Linked DNA regions of Mus musculus: region 1 is linked to region 2. Evidence: chromatin contacts called from public promoter capture Hi-C data. All regions are on one chromosome and are shown on one strand. The core of a region is the stretch at or near the end of the contact, and the rest is flanking DNA. Distances in the headings are between cores, read along the strand shown. Region 1 holds the start of Gbp8 (guanylate-binding protein 8). Region 2 holds the start of Dmp1 (dentin matrix protein 1).

What was found. Promoter capture Hi-C pulls out the DNA fragments that hold promoters and counts their contacts.
Region 1: a contact with region 2 is called in a promoter capture Hi-C map of the C10 cell line, with 5 times the contacts expected there. The contact joins the promoter of Gbp8 here to the promoter of Dmp1 in region 2. A contact is called at or near these places in 3 of 39 promoter capture datasets (the C10 cell line, the HPC-7 cell line and stem cell-derived epiblast-like cells).

The regions. Positions count from the first base shown.
Region 1 is chr5:105,051,889-105,054,891 of GRCm38.p6, reverse strand. It overlaps Gbp8 (guanylate-binding protein 8), which reads left to right and starts at 1,331. Exons shown (of 10, transcript NM_029509.4): 1 at 1,331-1,391.
Region 2 is chr5:104,201,076-104,204,388 of GRCm38.p6, reverse strand. Dmp1 (dentin matrix protein 1) reads right to left here and starts at 1,772. Exons shown (of 6, transcript NM_016779.2): 1 at 1,677-1,772.

The sequences.
Region 1 (3,003 bases), core at 82-2,581, 850 kb before region 2:
GTGGACCCAACAGATGAATAGGGGGAGAGTTCACTGAAGTAGAATTAAGGTACCAGTTTACCTCCATGCTGCTGACCTGCTCCTTTGTCCCTTTATCACTCTGAGTTCTGCACCAAATGTCTAGGAGAGTAAATTAAGGACCCTGAAGCTAGGTGCCTGGATATGGCCCAGTCTCTGAGGGGTACTCCCTTGTTTAATCCTTCCTGTGAAATCACAATGGATCGCTCTGCAGCTCCCTGCCCCCCCCCCCCCCGCTTTGTGTTTCATCCTTTACAAATGGTGTTCAATCTCCCATCAGAGACAAAGTTCAGATCCCAAACTGGCTGCCTTCCTAAGGGCTCAGAAAATAAAGCTTTCATTTTTAAGCTTCCATCTCAGAAGTGAGTTTTCTTAGCTTCTACCCTGAACACAACTCCTACTTACTATTCTTTAATTACTTCTTTAAAATCAGTTTTTAGATCAACTGTTGTGTTTTCTGAAAAAGAAAAAGAAGCCAGGGATATGTGTGGTGGAGGCGTGGTATGTTGAGGTGGTAGGTGGTGTCTCAGAGGGCACATGCTGAGGAATCCTGTCCTCCTGAAGTACCAGCCACACAATTGTATAGTATAGAATAGAGTTTATTTTAGACATGAAGAGGGGATTTGAGAGGGTAGTAGAGACAGAGAAAAAGGAAGGGAGGAAGCAGGGAGAGGAATGGAGAAGAAAGAGGGTAAGAAAGGAAGAGAGGAAGATTTCAGGGAGAGAGATTGAGGGGGGGGGGGCAGAGTGGACAAGCAGCCCTTTTTATAGTGAGTCATGTCCACCTGGCTGTTGCCAGGTAACTGTGGGGCAGAGTCCAGAAGAAATGGCAACAGTGATGGTTCCTGTTTTAGAAAACACAGGTTTAAAACATTAAAGCTCTTCGCTCAAGAAGCACCTGGAATTTCCCCTGAGAGAAGCACACTTGCAATCCTCCCAGATTGTGTCATTTCCACTGATGGGGCCCTGGGTTTACTGTGCTTTATCTGTGCCTAGAAGGCTGGAGGAAACTGGAGATGGGTTCCAAAGAAAGAGAATGTAAACTCTTTCCACAGTGGAGGCCTGCTGTCCCTTGGCTGCAACACAGTTTCTCACTGGCTTTTTCTGACACTAAGCATCCTCTGACCTCCCCTTCCAGTCTTGGGCAAGTTAACAATGCCTTGGTTTACTTTACTTTCAATTTTGTTTTTGCTGCTGCCTGTGTGAGTGTGTGTGTGTGTGTGTGTGTGTGTGTGTGTGTGTGTGTGTGTGTGTGTGTGTGGTCAGCTCACATAAAGGAGGAGCAAAGAGAGCAGGAAGTGAGGAGAGCAGAAGTGAGCCTGAGGAGGCAGCAGCAGCTGAGAACTGCACTTGGACCTGTGCTGTGGGACCAGGTATATTTACTTTTCCTTTCTTTAAGGAGCAACTTAGTCTGGACCCCAGCTTGATTTCCAAGTCAAAGTGGCAACTGAGGGAGGGGGAAGGGAGGCGGGTTCTGTGCTCTCTGGTCTGCAGGGGGCTGTGGCTGGCTTTAGGTCTAGGAGGTGAGTTTCTTTCCTCTGACAAAGGACAGATACAAAGTGGCAGCCTGACACTCCTGGCTGCCCTGCTCTGTTGGTGAAGCTGTGGGAAGAGCCCTGGTCCTGCCTCAGCTGGGACCACAGCTACAGCTCCTGCCCTGGTTCACAGCCAGATGAATGTCTTTCTGTGGAGGAACCTTGTGAAGAAAATTCAGCAAAAGGGCTTGGCAAACATCTATTTGGACATAAACTTAGTTTCTTCCTGACGTACTTTTTATTAAGTTTAGTAAGTAGATAGCAAAGTTGTCTCTTGATATTTAGTTTTTGTTTTGTTTTGTTTTCTTTTTTTGGAGGGGGTGGGGGAGATATAGAGATCCCATGGGCTCTATGCATTTTGTTTGGGCTGCTCTTCTTATCTCATTAATGGGTCTAAGCTGCAGAGAGACTGTCTTGTGGAATCAAGTGACTTCTGGGGATTGTACACATTCTCTGCCCTTGGCATAATGTCCTCTTGCTTATCTGGGACTGAGGGCAGGGGAGGCAGGTTATGTGTTGTCTGGCCTGCAGGGGTCTGTGGCTGGCTTTAAGTCTATGAAGGTCTATGAAGTTGGGTAAAGTAATTAATTGTATTCCCTTCTCTGGCTGAAGAATATTCTATTGTGTGTGCTATCAGACTGTGTTAATGTATGCATCTATTGGTGATCTGTTGATGGGAGACTGGGCTGTTTCCACATTGTGGGTATTGTAAACACAACTGCGATGAACAACACAGATCAAAGGTCCATCCAAGTCCTTGTTTGCTAGTTTGTTTGTGTTGTAATCAAATAAGAGTTGTTAGATCATATGAAACTATTCATTTTCTCAGAAGCCATGACTGTTTTCCCTGAGGGAATATTCTGTGTTTTTAGCTGCAGAGTACAGACACCTGAGTTGTTTAAATTCCAGGTGACATGTATTCATTTTTGCATTGTGTGGTAGCTATCCTGATGAGTATGAAGTGATGCCTTGTGGTTTGATTGGGACTTCCTCAATGTTTGTCACAGGGTCTGAAGAATTATTGAGGAACAATATCATGTAGCTCTTAAAATAACCTAGTCCGTGCTGATGCAAACATCAGCAAAACTAAGCAATTAATTTCAAATGATATATATGTTAGCCCAAAGCAAACCTCAGCCTCAGTGAGTTATAAGAAGCCAAATCACACACGATCATGTGACTCTAGACTCTGACACCAGGTTCTCCAGCCTGGCAAAGCAGAAATCATGTAAAGAAAAGTTTATTTTGCATCCAATGTTTCCCTAATATAGCCTGATTGACATTCTATCCTAGGAACTAAAGACACTAAACCATTCACTATGGTACTTCCCTGTTTGTACACTGCATCTTTTTCAAATAATTTTTTCTTAACTTCTATAGTTCTCTTGTGCCAGATGATTAGCAATATTGAATATTATCTTGTGTGCTCTTGGATGTTTGCAGGCCTTTT
Region 2 (3,313 bases), core at 523-3,022:
TTCTAATTGTCAACCTTGAAAATATTAATGAATAACATATTCATTTATGAGTCACTAATAATTATTTATTGAGAACATCCAATATGTTAGGGACTGTTCTAAGTGCTGAGATATAATACTTACCCTATAAAAATAATAAATGATAGTGTTATTACTATAATCAGCTAATCAGCAATTGTTTTAATTTCTTCACCATTACTCTTTGAAAATAAAGTGCAACTTGCTCAGAATACAAACTCTATTAAAATTCAGAGAACTAAATGAACAAAGAAAGCTTTCCCATCTTTCCAGTAATTGTGAGTGTCTCTAGGACAATTGCTACCAACCCAAGTATTATACTCCTTCCTCCACAGCAGGATAATCACAAAGTGCCCCAAATACAGGTTGTAGAAACCTCTAAACTTCTGAGACACCCTGGTCCACATCACCATTTGGTGAACAGTAAACAGACTAAAGAATCTGCAGAAAATTCTTTGTTCTCATGTGTTTAATCAACAGGGTTAAATAGAGGCAGGCCACAAGAGTGTCAATCAAACGGAAACCTGAGGAAACCAGGAGTCTTTGCTCTCACAGAGGACAATTCACTTTCTCCATTCGGTGTCTTCAGAACTTCGTAGGACACATGGCCTGGCTACTCTCTGTCAGAAGGATAGATATTCCAGCTACTGATGAAGTGAAGTAATGCAGAGTAAAATCATGTCTGGTGGGAGTGTATGTGTGTGTAGTATTTATGTATCTCCTACCTAATGTATATGTGTGTCCTATGTAATGTAGGTGTGTATGTGTGTGTGTGTGTCCTACCTAATATATCTGTGTATAGGTGTGTGTGTATGTCCTACCTAATGTATATGTGTATATGGTACGAGGTGTGTGTGTGTGTGTGTGTGTGGTATGTGTATGTATGTGTGTCTCCTACCTAATGTATGTGCATGTGCATCTATGTGTGTGTATGTATGTGTGGTGTGTGTGATATGTGTATGTGTGTCCTACCTAATGTATGTGTGTGTATGTTTGTTTGTATGTATGTATGTATGTATGTATGTATGTATGTATGTATATGTGTGTGTAGTATGTGTGTGTCCTACCTAACAGGTAATCCCACTCAGCATTTATTGGAGTCCATCTGCATGCAAAGCATTATACTACCATGAGGATCCAGCTACCCAAAGCCACACTGTCATGATCACCTTTCAGTTGTATACACAATTCATAATGGCCACCGTATTCTCTGAATAAGCCAGGCTGAGAGGCATTCAGTTACCTGTCTGCATTTTGAAACACTTGCTACACTGATTTAGATACTTTCGCATCACCACCTCTAAGAAGCCTACAGATAAAAGTTGTGTTTTATTAATGAAAGCTAAACTCTAACAGGACTTTCCCATCAGCCTCCTATTTAGTAAATGTTCTCTTTCAAAATAATTAGACAGAGATCTAATTAAGGCATCACCAGGCAAACACCTGGCTCTTTTGACTTACCATGTCATTTTTAATATCAGTGTCATTGGCTATTGTGACAGTGACCCCAAAAAACAAAAATAAGAATAGGTTTTACTCAAACTTAGCTCTTCCCCATCTTCCTCTGGAAATCAATGCCTTGTAACATGTTCGTATTTCATATTTTTAAACTCCAAAGCTAAAGTCATTTTAAGAATTAAATGATGGAATGGCCTTACCCTCTCTGGCTCCCAAGGTCTTTTTCCCACAAGGTCAAAACCTCAGCGAAGTTCTCGAAGAGGGATCTCAGAGAAGCCACTCTCCAGCTGCTGCTCAGAAGGCTTGTCTGACAGTGCAGAATTTAAACTCTGCTGCAGCTCCTCAGAGCCAATGAGCCTCAGGCTCGGGGTGACTGACATCACAGGTGTCACCGGGACCCCATACACCCACACTTCCTCCAGCTGGCAGAAGTGGGCCTTCTCTAAAAAGCTCTTGTGGTTCTCAAATGACTAGACGAGTTTCCATTAAATTGAAGATCTTCCTAAAGCTTTATTTTGCTTTCTAAATATATATCTTTTGCATCCATGCAGGCTTGTGAGCATTATAAACAATGACCATGTCTCCCGCCCACTAACAGATCCCAGAAGACCCAGGGATGGGAAAGGCGAGTCAGAGGCGGGTAGAGACCTTCCTGCTGGTGCTTATTTCCAGGTGGTGTGTGAGGGAAGCTACTAAAAGTTTACATTTTCCTAAGTTGTTAGTGTTGAGAATATGACCTTGTATTTCTTCTCTTCCTCTTGTAACAGTCTCTACTAAACACCCCTTACCCCATCTATACACAAAGACTCCAAATTCTTACTGATCTAAGGAAGTGCCATTCTCACGATCCCATGTGAACAGGAAATGTTAAAGTGCCTCCTTCGGTAACTTTTATTTTTAACAACAACAACAACAAAATAATGCTCCATTATCCCCTGAAACTACTTAGCACATTTTAGTAATTTTTGAAATCAGAACTGAATTAGAGGAATGCTAACTAGGTGGATCACATCCAGAGAAGTATTGCCAAGAGCGTCTACTCCATCACCAGAACCGAAATGAAAACACTGTTTGCTAGAGTCTTTCTGAGGAGTGTGCTGAAGTTGGCTGAGGGTTCTGGAAGTGGGTTTGGCACTTGTTCAGGAGCATACTCAAGTAACAATCGCATACCACTAAATAAACGCTTCAATGATATAATATACAGCACCAGGCTTTAATTTCCCCAAGGGTAAGGATGCTTGTTTTGTTAAGTGAAGTACACACAATACCACAATGCCCCTAATGGCAGGGACAATTCTTGGGTCACCATAAGTCCTCAGTAAATATATTTTTGTATGAATGGATGGATTGGGGTATACAATTACCTTGACTGAAACACTTGCATGACTCACTTGCCTTTTTAGATATAACAGCCTGGAAAACATTTTCAAATATGTAAATTATTAGATTTATACAATGTAAGCGTAAACTTGGGCGGCGGCGGGGCAGGATATGAAGAGGAGGAGGCTATTTTCATGCAGAGTTGGTCAGAAGGCCACCGTCCATGGGGAGGAGCTCTAAAGGACACGTGTTCTGTTCTGGTTCTGAATTAGACTCTCTGGTGGCTCCACGGCCCTGCCTGAGGTCTATCCTAAATGAACCTTATAATCTCATGTGAGAGTGGATTCTGGGAAAGGGTTGGGAGGAGGGCATTGCTGTAGACTCTACAAATTCCCACACCCAAGGCAAGGACCAACTCGATAGCAAAGTCAAAAGGAGACAACAGCTGAAACGAATCTCGTAGTTGATTATCTATTGCTTCCTCAAAACCTCAACCGATAATTTGTAGTTTGTACTT